Regions from separate parts of the Gossypium hirsutum genome. Here all the other regions are linked to region 2. The links are chromatin contacts, called in public Hi-C maps. All regions are on one chromosome and are shown on one strand. The core of a region is the stretch at or near the end of the contact, and the rest is flanking DNA. Distances in the headings are between cores, read along the strand shown.

The links. A called contact is a pair of places that touch in the nucleus more often than the background predicts.
Region 1: a contact with region 2 is called in a Hi-C map of leaf, with 5 times the contacts expected there. The contact joins the enhancer-like site here to the promoter of LOC107888281 in region 2. A contact is called at or near these places in 16 of 34 Hi-C or Micro-C datasets (anther, callus, fibers and 3 more).
Region 3: a Hi-C map of leaf shows a contact between it and region 2, with 2.6 times the contacts expected there. The contact joins the promoter of LOC107920356 here to the promoter of LOC107888281 in region 2. A contact is called at or near these places in 13 of 34 Hi-C or Micro-C datasets (callus, hypocotyl, leaf and 1 more).
Region 4: a contact with region 2 is called in a Hi-C map of leaf, with 2.5 times the contacts expected there. The contact joins the promoter of LOC107952845 here to the promoter of LOC107888281 in region 2. A contact is called at or near these places in 8 of 34 Hi-C or Micro-C datasets (callus, hypocotyl and leaf).

Annotation. Positions count from the first base shown.
Region 1 is chrA07:57,327,184-57,330,158 of Gossypium_hirsutum_v2.1, forward strand. It overlaps LOC107946408 (aarF domain-containing protein kinase 1), which reads right to left. Exons shown (of 16, transcript XM_016880715.2): 13 at 2,598-2,735; 14 at 2,415-2,527; 15 at 2,084-2,155; 16 at 1,622-1,987. The coding sequence ends at 1,863. Among protein-coding and RNA genes, the nearest start is that of LOC107946408, 19 kb to the right of the region's middle. Within about 2 kb of position 1,363, at least 2 of the 9 cell types and tissues checked have an H3K27ac peak or open chromatin away from gene starts, as enhancers often do. A contact at or near this core is called in leaf, where this site is marked.
Region 2 is chrA07:56,923,266-56,926,434 of Gossypium_hirsutum_v2.1, forward strand. It overlaps LOC107888281 (probable plastidic glucose transporter 1), which reads right to left and starts at 1,535. Exons shown (of 12, transcript XM_016812340.2): 1 at 1,247-1,535; 2 at 1,013-1,136; 3 at 194-394. The coding sequence starts at 1,421.
Region 3 is chrA07:56,582,256-56,585,534 of Gossypium_hirsutum_v2.1, forward strand. It overlaps LOC107920356, which reads right to left and starts at 1,348. Exons shown (of 11, transcript XM_016850035.2): 1 at 1,009-1,348; 2 at 796-870; 3 at 128-269. The coding sequence starts at 851.
Region 4 is chrA07:57,182,374-57,185,730 of Gossypium_hirsutum_v2.1, forward strand. LOC107952845 (UDP-arabinopyranose mutase 1) reads right to left here and starts at 1,586. Exons shown (of 4, transcript XM_016888040.2): 1 at 1,007-1,586; 2 at 1-46. The coding sequence starts at 1,348.

The sequences.
Region 1 (2,975 bases), core at 113-2,612, 400 kb after region 2:
AGAAAAAGATAAGAACACACAGATTTCACGTGGAAACCCTTTCGGGAGAAAAACCATTGGTAGTGGAGAAGAAAATTCACTAATGTTAAATTTGAATGATACAAGAGGAGTTTAGACTACATCTATTTATAAGTTGAAAAACCTTATTATAATCAATGTCAAATAGAAGCAATGTAGTAAGGTTGAAACACCTTATTCTAATCAATATCAAACAGAATAAGTGTACTTTTATACGGATTTCACTTGTACAGCTTGTACCGTATCGTGAGGGCACACCCTCGGTTACGACCCCAGTCTAATTTTATACTTAATGGAGATTTGCGGCAGCTATGGCCCTCGACCTTTGCCCCCACAGATCCCCTTATTTTGCCATTATTTTTTTTAACAAGAAGTTGGGTCATGCAACTCTAATAGATGAATTGCATGATGTTTACAAAGATAATTAGGAGTATTTTAAGGTCAAATAATGATTGAGAATGATTGGGATTAATTGGAGTAAGTTATGACACTTTTTGAGGTATTTTTAAGCTTGATTTTAGCTTCCATACACCCAAATTTTGATACTTAGAGGGCTTGTATTGATAAAGCTCAAACATAATGTAAAAATGAATAGTATCAAGGTCAAGGTACCGATAAATTGGGGCATGCGTCAATACCTCTACCTTGTTTTCTTAATTTATGTTGTTTTTTACATCAAGGGGTCTCTGAATGATCTCTGGTTGCAACCAGTTTACATATTCAGTTTAGAAATTATTGAAGAAGCCTTAAATAGCTTCAAATGAGTCTAAAAGATGAGTAGAACATGAGTGATTTGTTTGGTACGTAAATGTAGCATTTCTTACATGGTAAGGGGGTGTTACAATCGTCGTTAATGGTAGAAGTGGTTGCGAAGGACCAATTCTCAAAAGATTTTGGCATTATCCAATGGTAACTGATTAGTAAACCAAACTGGTGGCATCTTAGAGAAAACACACCGATGAGTTGAAGTTGACATTTTTAGTTGATTAGTTGTTCCAGAACTTAGTCATTAGATAGGATTTGGGCTAAAACTTGCTATCGACTAACTAGGATCGTAAGTGGTTGGTCTGGATCCAAATATATACGTGGTCAAAGCTAAAATTAAGTTAAATTTTAACATAGGTAATAAAGCTTTAAGTTGCCCCTTAATTGCCCAAATCTAGTCTGATCTAGTCTTTTTAGCTAATGCAATGTTTCTTATTCGCTAGGAATGTTGGCAAGTCACACTATGCATAGCTTTTGAGTCGGATAAAAGCTAGAGGTGATTCCTCTACGTGCCACGTGACATTGTTCTTGCTAGCATAGCATTTATGTTTTGTACTTTATAAAGCCTAAGCTCATGTGATCTTTGTACCAGTTGGAACTTGAGCTCTTTTGGGCCTTGTTACAGGCCTTAGCCCATTTGGCCTGGATATAACAATAATGAATAATAAAAATTTTCAGTGATTAAAAATATTTCCAAATGAATGCTTTTATATATAAATCTCTCTCTCTCTCTATATATATATAAACTAGTTTTTAAATTCTTATCTAAGTTTGTTTTTCCTTTTTCTGACGTAAAAGATTGTAGTAAAAATTTGCAAATGCTTGAACTCAAAATCCATACCCAGTAAATGGTACTTCTTAAAATAATTTCATCACCAAGTTAAGCTTTGAGTAATATTCTGGTTCTTACAATTCTTCAGATTCAGAGTAATTTTATAGTTCTACAACAAAAGCCAATATCAAACTACAATACAGTGCTCCTTGAGCCCTAGGAAGCTTTATCTACATATGGCTTCTGCTCAAAATTTACTTGGTGTAAATAACGAAGTACATAAGACAAAAAAGAAAGGAAAAAGAATCTACATTTTGAAGTAGATGTTGAAGAACATTGTCGACATACCTTTTCCAGCAGCACTCATCTTTCCATAAAACTTATTCAGACATCGCTTCAGCTTCTCCATCCACAAAACCAGATTCGTTACCCCTGAAAATGTTAAAATGTTCCAATCATTCAGGTACCTTTTTTTTTTATTACCTGACATACCTACATATCAGAACTTATGAGAAGAAAAAACCTTACCTATAGTAAGCCTTAGAAGAATGTATTCTATATTTCCTATCAATCTGGTATATAGGGCCAATGATGTCAAATCTGAACACACGAGGATAAAGTAATTGTATTCCTTAAATTGTAAATTAAAACAAAATATGCGACCACAAAATCAGTTCCTTCCAAGAATACCGACGTTAACTGCTCATGAATATAAAAATCTCTTTCTTACTATACACTCGTAAATGTACAAACACAACAACAGATGCATCCATTAAAAGCTCTCCCTGGCTTGGCCAGATAACAACTGATTTAGAATAAAATTAAAGGAAAAAAAAAAGGGTTTAGAAGAACTGTTTACCAGAGCATGGATTCGACTTCAGAGAGAGACCAAGTGAGGCATATTTTCCATAGGTTAGCAACCTCACCCATTTTGAAGCACCAAGCTTGCTTACTGTAGATCTCAGTAATTCACTAAAACAGAAAAGACCAAAATGAGATTAGGAGCTATTGAACTCCAAATAGGCTACTGAATTTATCTTACTCTGTCCGCAATATTATGAGAAAGTTGGAAGGAAGAGATTCCATAAACGAAGATATGTCCTCCATCTCTAGAGCCTTCAAATGTTGTTTCATCTTCTTTTGCTCTTCAACCAACATTCCCTTCCCAATGCCAGATTTACTGCCAATCAGATTACAGAAGGGATAATTAGATTGGTATCATAATTGTTATAATATAATAGTCAGTAAACTGAACCTTCAATCTATCCAGTCAACACCTCTCCCAAAACAAAAAACACAGAAGGAAAAATGGAAGATGCCTCACCATATCAGGGGGATAGGAACCTACAGAAAGATTTATGCTTCTAGTTATCATTTAAATGAATACTACTAAACATGTGTTTGGAAAGCCACCTGTAAT
Region 2 (3,169 bases), core at 285-2,784:
ACTGTAATATGTGTCCTATAAGTTCTACCTAGATAAATACAGAATGAAATAACAGATGGGGTGTGAAACACACAAAAGAAACAAAAGAGTACAAAATAATTATAGTACTGTTTAAATGAACTCCACATTTCACTTGGCATAGAGGAGATAAAATGCATTGCTTGGATTACCAATGCCTATATGTTATTCTCACCTCACAATTGCACCAAGTATCAATGGTATTGTGTCAATCTGAAAGGTCCGGCGACAACCTAGTTTGTCCACCAGTGAACCACAACTCAGGCTTCCAATGAAAGCTCCAGCAATGAATATGCTTACCACAATCCCCTCAAGAATTGGATCTCCTTCGAAACCAAGTTCTCTTGCAATTGAAACGATTGGACCATTCATTACTCTGCAAAACAAAGAATGCAATTTTGTGAACTGACTCTTAGACAAAACAATTTTACTCTTTAAAAATATCATTGATTTTCAAGTTACACCTATGTTATGGTGAGTATTGAATACGTGTGTGAGTCCAATATGGGCATACTCAATATTTTTGTTTCTATTTTATTTCTTCACATATATGATCATATCCCATACCTATGTCAAACACAAGTGTTGGACATCGGTACTTTAGGGAGAATTAAGAGACCGGGTATATGAATTCCTTCCATACACTCCCGATGAAATTTTAACACTCTACAACCAGGTTTATACATTAAAAGACAATAATTCAGTGTTTAGTTTCCTTATTTATAGTTTTTTTATGGAATATTTATAGTTAAATAAATAAAACTCTTGTAAGCATATAAATCAGTTAGCAACATAATTTCCAATTTCTCAACAGCTAAACGAGCGAGCAACTAATTAGAAAGAACAATAAAGCATAAAAAAAAATTCAATAAGAGCTGAATTAAGCTCCAGAATATTCAAATGCTTCATTGCATAGCAAAAAGAGCAAGGAAAAGAAAACAACAATTAAATTTTCAGAAAGAAAGAACAATGTTTTTATTAAAAAAACACTTACCCTATGTGATAGCCGAAAAGGAAATTGGACATTGAAGCAACCAAAACGTGAGGGAAAGTAGGAAGCCATCCCAAATCAAAGCTTTGATCATCGCTTTTTTCTTGATTACGTAAACCTTCATTATCTGCAATTTAAACCCTAATCAGATATTAACTATAAAAATTCCACAGAATCTTGTCCGTCGATTGAATTTGACGAAAGCCAATAAGCCGAAAAATAAATGATAGTAAAAACCTGGCTCCTGAGTCTGCAACTGCTTCCTAGTCGCCGAAGCTTTCAACTTTAGTGACGGCAAGGGGAAACCAAAACGAAAGGTTTTGGGTTTAAGGAGTACTTTGGGGCTTAGATGAGAGGTGAAGAATAGGGGAACCGGGACGACCGGTCGGTGGAGTACGGTGGCAACCCACATCGAGTGAGAAATCGAGGAGAGAGAATGGGAATTGAAGTGTTTTTTGTTTATTTTTTTCCTTCAATAATTAGATAGAAATGATGGGATAAAGCCAGGTGGCGTAATTTGTTAGCTCTGCAAGGAAGGAATAGGATAAAACGGTCATAAAAAAAAAGAGTAACAAATTGGCGGGAAACACGAGGGCATAGTTCAACAGTATACCGGCAAGGATGAGAGCATTTTAGTGACATTTTCTTTAGCATGACGTAATTTACTTATTTGTGGATACTTTTTATGCAAGGATATTAAATTTTGAAATGTTAAAGACGTGGTTTAATCGTAAAATGCCATGAGTCCGAACTTTTTACTTCTAAATAATCGAAGGGATCTCATATTAAATAACTAAAATCCAAATAATTGAAAATTAGAAGAAAGAAAACCGTGAAATCATGTTAACCTCACATCTAAAACCCATAAATTCAAAATCAATTAAAATGTGTAATTTGTAATATATACTTTGGTACAATTATATATATTAAATTTGAATTTTAGTTTTTATATATATAATAAATTTTAATTTGGATTCAATTCTACACATTTAAAAAAATAAATAAATAAATTTATTTTCATATTGAATTAATATAATTGTTTTTGTATATAATATCAATGTGATTTGTGTTAATTCAATAATATTGTTAGAAATTTGTAAAAATTGAATCAAATTAAAATTTAATGCATAAAATTGTATAAAATCAAAGTTCATATATGATAATGCACATTGAATCAAATTTCATATATGTTTTGATATTTATAAAAAAAATTTAGCTATGAAATCAATATTAAAGAACTTTCAGGGAATGTTTGGTTCAAGGAATATAATATAAATTTTCGTAATAGAATTACAAAAAACGTAAGGTTGTATATGGTATGTTACATTACTTTGATTGGCTCATTTGATTGGAATGTATTATCCAACACTACGTTTGGTTCGCTGACATAAGGTTGTCGATGGTATGTTACATTATCTTGTTTGGTTCATTTGGTTGGAATGTATTATCCAGCACTACGTTTGGTTCGTTGTAATAGAATTGAGTTGTAATACAATAGAGCTGTAATCAATAATTCAATGTTTAGTTCAATGGAATTGAATAAAACTGTAATAGTATTCTTATGTTTGGTTGAATGGAATGATGTTATAATAGTATAAGGGAAAAAATTGAAATGATTGGAGTACCCTTATCAATTTTTTTGTAAGTAGATAATTATTGTTATTGTTATTAAATTTTAATAGGATTATTATTAAAAATAATTTAATCATATTTTAATATAATTATTATTAAATATAATTTAATAAAAATAATAATATTTTTAATATAATTATTTTTATATTAAAATATTTTTATTTTAAATTATATTTTGACATTAAATATTTTATATTAAATTATATTAAATTATTTCAAATATTTTATTTTTATATTTTCTAAGTCCAAGTTTTAAAGGACTAATCTAAAAATTAATTTTTCTTTATTATTCAATGTTGCATGGAATAGTCATTCTTTGGTGATACCAAAGAATAGCTATTACAAGAAGACAAGTAATATGAAGTAATGGTCATTCCATTGAATGAGTATTACGTTCAACTAAACAAATGAGTGATTTACCATTCAATGAATAATGGGGGAATGCTATCCCATTCTTCCCCTATAACACCTCAAACTTATATCCGTCGTCGAAATAAGGTTACGGAGTATTATTGTGAAAACGTAACT
Region 3 (3,279 bases), core at 98-2,597, 340 kb before region 2:
AAATGTAAATAGGAAGAAAAAAAATCCACTTAAATTCATTAAAATATTCTAATCATTTGAAAATTAAAAATAATTAAATAAAACCATATATTTCAAAAGAATCAAAATAAAAGGTGTGCTCAACAACCTTGGTAACCATCAATTGCCACAAGTGAGCAGGACGTGAACCTAAGTCCCTAAGCCATGGCCGGTTGTCCACCAAAATGTAGAATTTTTTACTTTCAGGGGCCAAGAAAAGGCTAAGATCCGATAGATAAGACTGCAAGTCTCTGCAATCAGAGATTAGACAATAAAATTTCAAATAATACATAAGAAAAGTGGAAAACCCTGAGAAATAACTCAGTGATTGTGATATTTCCCATAAACCAAGTGCTTAGAATAAATCAATTGATTAACGCACAGGATTTGATATTTCTACAAATGAAGTCCTAGAAACACACAAAATTACCATATAAAAAAATGTATCAACACTCATTAAAAGAAAGAAAAAAAGATCACTAATCAGAAATCGGGAAAAAAAAATAACACGACTGTATGAAGTATGACTAGCAGCTGAAGCATATGTTAACCAACTCATATTTTTCTAATCATAAGCGCATATACCGGAAATGAGCATTGGAATATGATCCCAACATATATGAAAAACTTCGAAAAAAGGAAATGCATATACCGCCTCAAACATGTATATCTATGACAGTCAATCCGAGTCCATGAACATAGTCTGAAGCCAAAATTTCAACTTCTACTCAGATCAAGCATACAGATGGTAAAAGTAAAAATAGTTAAAAGAATTACCCGATTTGGAGACTGGTTAAAGGAAAAACAGAGCGCTCATCGTCGTGCTTCCCCATCAAAATTAAGCTCTAAGCTCTGTTTTTAATTTCAAATTACAGCAAATCACAGCTAAACAATTAGCATATAAGAAATAAAAAATTCATTCATATCCAAAATAAACAACATTACTATATATATACATAGATAGATACTAAGAAAGAGAGGAAAATAGACCTTGAAGAAAGGAATTCCATGAAAATGGAAGTGATAAAACAAAAAAGGGAGAGAAAAGGAAGGAAACACAATCACACTTTTAACTTCATAACAACATTTAATAAAAGAGAGAGAATCAGATTAAAAGGCAAAAAGAAAAATGAAATTGTTTTGTATTAAATGAAATGAAAGGAAATAATAATGGTTGAGAGGGAAAGAGTTTGGTTGGGTTGGAAGGCGTGATGAAGGCAGGCAAGATTCGACACGTTCACAACACGTCTATGTGTATTCAAAAATTATTGGATATTCGAAACAAATAAATAAATAAGAGTTAGTACTTAGTACTAATTATTGATGTGAGAGCTTTGGAGGAAACTGGAAAGAAGTGGAAGACGAAGGCTAAAATGGTAAAATTAGAAGGAGATCTGATCTAATTAATATACCTACGCGCCGAGAATACCCTTACGATGTGCTTCGCCTGTTTCTATTTATAAAAATTGAAATTATATAACAACAATCTAACCAATTATACTATTACCAAAAAACCAAACATACTACCAACTTGAAGATGAAACACCCAACTCGCTTCTTCTTTTTCACTTAATAAAGAAATTGTTGAATTTGATAACCGGATAAGTACAAAGCCAGCTTTTTTTTAACTGTGAGCTTGAATCTAACCGTGATGAGAAGGTCCTTTCAGAAAAAGAAAAAGAAAAAAAAAACCAAGATAGAAAACGACATAAAATTGATGAGGAATAAAATTTATGATAATTAATGCATTGTATTAAAAGATATTATATTAACATGTTGAATATCTTTTTTTAGATATTATCAATATTGTCGAAACTATTGGTAATCGACTTTATTTGAAAGCGAAAATTAAAATAGGAGTTGTCATCGATCTTTATTTGGTGTGATCGGATCACTTTTGTTTTAAAACAATTTTAGTTTATTAAAACAGCATTTTGGTCTACGAAATTCAAGAGAACAAGTTCGGGAGTCGGTTAAATGCGAAGAAGGATTAGCACCCTCGACACGTCCAAAAATTGGTACCGAATTGATTAGTTTGTGGCTCAATGTCGAATAGTTGAAAACTGGGGACGGATTTGAAATACTATCCTTTTTTATTAGCATCGATTTTAAAAATTCTTGAATTAGCTCAAAACAATTGTTAAAGATTTCCTCATCTCGAGATATCGGAGTATCACATCCCGTAAGTTAGGACACAATACCATGAACTCTCAAGCACAAGTTTGTCTTTAATTTTAATTAGAATTCCATGTATTTTAAAATTCGAAAGGATATTTGGCTATTTAGAATCAAGGAAAAAATCGAAACCCCGTAAGTTAGGGCACAATCCCTCGATGTTCTAAAACGCAAAACATTGCCTTATTTTAGAAAATTTTGTTTTTGAACAATAGCAAATACGATATTTAAATAACGTGTATTATTTTTTGGAAAAAAAATTAAGCGATCCAAGTCGGGTCAGTATGTTAGGTTAATGTATGATATGATTTAAACTAGATAAAACAAAAATATAACATAGAGTACGGAATAACAACACGAATATAATATTATACAAGCAAATGGTAATAACAAAAATACGAATAAACGAATTATACTACACACAATGGCAATAATCACATAACATATGTCACTTAAATACTAATCATTAATAATCAAAGACAAATGAATTAAAAATATTATAACGCAAACTAAAATGACTGAAACGTAAAACAAATTTTAAAATGATAAGAAATGAATTTAGAATAAATAATGAAAAAGAAATTTAATCAACAATGTACAAAATAATTTAAAAATAGAATATATATATAAGAAATTTTAGAATAGGTAATATAGGCGAAAGTTTGAAATAAATAATATACAGAAAAAGTTTAAAATGAATAATATGTAAAATAATTTAAGATAAATAATATATAAATGAGTTTAAAATAAATGTTATGTAAAAAGAAATTTAAAATAAATAATATACAAGACATTTAAGAAATAACTAGTATATATGTGAAAAAAAATGTAACGATTTGAAATTGATAATATATATAAAATTTTAAAGTAAATAATAAAACAATTTAAAATGAAAAATGCATAAAGCGAGTTTAAAATAAATAATGTAAAAGAATTTAAAAAATTATATTATATAAAGCAAATTAAAAAAGATTCATATGAGTAATTTTTAAAATAGATAATATATATAAATAAAAGTGTAAAATAAATAATATGGAATAAATAGAATGGGTTTAAATTAAGGTACGTAAAATAATTTTAAAATAA
Region 4 (3,357 bases), core at 336-2,835, 260 kb after region 2:
GCTGCTCAAGTGCATTGATCGCTTTGCCAGATGGGTCCTTAGCAACCTGATCATAAACAAAAAAGGATCCATGGTTTGGTCAGGGTTGTCAATATTCTTATATTCTGAAAGAGACAAACGAGCCCCCAATCATACATTGAACCCATATTGTTAAAACTAATAGATGAAGTACAAAAGCGATTCCTCACATAATCATCACTCAGAATATAAATCAACTATACAGATCTGAACCTGTAGATTTAGCAGGAATATACAATAACACAAACAGATACAATCATCCAAGATTTTTGAATCTCATATCTGTAGATTCCAGTCCAACCAATTACTTATCAATTGAAAGGTATATCTCCATGATTAGGCAGGTACAAAGCTGCTAGAGGTGCATAGCATGTGAAAGTAATTTGAATTCTATAACCAACTGCAAAAAATAAATAAATAAAGTAAAAAGAAGCTAATAAAAGAAAAACTGACTCTCCACACTGCAATATAAACAACATAATAATAGGAAAACAAATGCATAAATCATCTCAGACTCTGAAGATCTGGCAAGCATATCAGACAATGCAGAACTCAAATCCAGATTCGGGAAGGAATTGTAATATATAAATTGATTGCGCTATAAATTACTGTAGTATTTGAAATTGAATTTCAACTATGTAGATTGCATGATCTGAAAGGCTTTCAAAGTAAATCTGAAGCAAGCAGAATTCGATTTCTCATTTGCTACGAATATGTCAACATAAATTGAGGGGGAAAGAGGAGATTAAACCAAACTACCAAAGTGTCCAAGTCTCCCATCAAAACAATCAAAGGATTCAACTTTTGACCATAATAACAAAAACCAAGGTACTAAAACATCACAGGAATTCAATTTAAATCAAGAAAAAAAATAAAAGCACGCAAATTTCCAAACAATACAATGTAAAGATCCAAAATTTGACTAAAATAAGGAAACCCCAGATTCTGAAACACCACAATAAAATTGAAAAAACAAAAAGAAACTTACAAAGCAGTCGTCGTCAATGGTGAAGATATACTTCTTCTTGGATACCATGTAACCAAAGCAACGACAAGCAGAGTCCTTGAAGGAAATGCAAGAAGCCTTAGGACCGAGGATCCTGTTAATATCGTTCCTGTTGTAAAGCTCATAGTCAAAGCCCTCAGGGACCTTGATGGTCTTTGAAGGATCACCATCTTGAACAATGATGAGATGGTAAGGCTGAAAGAATGGCCTCCACATCTCAAGAAAGTCCAAGTTCCTTATGGTTGGTATAACAATGTCGAGCTCATCTTTCAGCAGAGCCACTGCTGGTGCTGCTGCTTGTGTTGCTGTTGCAGGCTCTGCCATTTTCACCGCAAAAAGGAGAAACGATAAAAGGAAAAGTGAAAAAAGCAGAGGTTTTTTCTTTCGCAGTTATTTTGAGGATTGATTGAGAGGAAGAGAGCTTGTTTGCGAATATATGGAGAGGGAGACTGAAGAGTCACGTGAGAAACGAGTGAGGCGGCACGATTGGAGGGAGATACAAAGGAGAGAGACGAGGGATCGTGTTTTGATTTTATTTTTTTTATATAGACAGTATTGGGTTAGAATGGGTTATACGATTTGTGCATAAATTATCGCTCGGAATTGATGGACGGTAAAAGAATTTTAAATAAATAAATATGACACATGTCACAACTTAATTGGGTATCTGTTTTTAAATAATGAAAGTTTATAGTTTGAAAAAAATATATTTAAATAGTTAAACAAATAATTTCTTTTAAGAGTTTATCATTCAATTAAACCTTAATTTATTAGTATCATTTTCATATTATTTTTTTTACATAATATTGTATTATGTTTTATTTTTAATATTTTTTGGGTTATAATGATATTTAGAGTCAAAGGTGGATTTGGATGGACGGTGGGGTATGATATAGTGTGTTTAGCTTATTTTTTGTCTCATACTATAATATCTAATTTCACCATTATAGCTATTTTTTACCCTAACTGTAACTAAATCTACAGTCTATCTAAACTTACCCTAAATTTGTAGAGTTCTATATTTTGGTTCAATTCAGATAATCACTTGGGTTCAATGAAAAAGAAAGGTAAATCACATTTAAGGTCATTAACTATAAGTAAGTTTATATTTTAGTTACTCATCTAAAATTTTTATTTAAGTCATTGAATTGTTAATTTTTTTTAAAAAAGGGTCTTATTAGGGAGCTGCAAGCGATGATTTAATGATCAATGCGGTGGATTAGTAACCACCGAGAGTCGAAGGACAAAACTTAGATCTAAGTCAATTTGCCAATTAATATTGAAGATTGGAGAAAAAAGTAATTTTCAGTTTCAGTTTGTAAATTCCTAACATTTAAAGATATTTTATGAAAGAAAAACTAAAATATAAAAGAAAAGGAGAATATGAGCTTTCGGTTAACACAACAATACGACTAGAAAATACCATACAAAATTTAGAATTCGTTTCTTCGAATTTCATAAACTCTAGCGTATTAACTTAAACCGAACATATGAAATTTTTTTTAATCCCACTTGTGTATCCTAATTTTAACATCATAATAGTAAACAGCAATAATTATTTAATTTACTGAAATTGTGTTTAAAATTTAGAATTAAATCTCACCTTGATAAAAATTTTAATAATAAAAAAGGAAAAAAAAAGAGAATGGGTTTAGCTATTTTTTTTTAATTTGATTTAATTATTGAACGATTCACCCATAATAAACTTAATTATTAGATGGAATAAAGAAAGAAATAAATTCCGTTTCAATCAAGTCCTAGATCAAAATTTTCATACATTAGAAAGAAGTGAGTTTTTGTGGAAATGAAAAACTGAAACCGTAAATCAATTTAAATTTAATCAAAAACTTCAAACCATCTAAAATTAACTCGATTTTAAAATCATATAAAAAGACTGAAATATATAAAATCATAACTCATATAGTATGGGTCAGTATTAAAAAGGAGATGGGAAAGTGAGTTTTCATCGTTTTTCTTTTACGCCAACTTAAGCTTTCACATGGATGGCATGATGTCTACTTTCTTTTCCTTTTTATGTTTCCAATTTCTTTTCTATTATTATTATTATTGAGTTATGGATTTGGAATTTTTCAATTGTTAATATTATAAGAAAAATAATAAAGTATATTATTTTTGCCAAAAATTTAAATCTTAACAATAATATTATTAAGAAGGGATAATCATAAATCTCGAATGTGAATTGTAAAATAAATTTGTACATTATAATATTATTTTTTATTAAATAATATCTTTTATTTTAAAATATCACACCCAATAATCTAATAGTTATTAATAATTAAAATTTAAATTTAGAAAAATGAGTAGATTTTGGA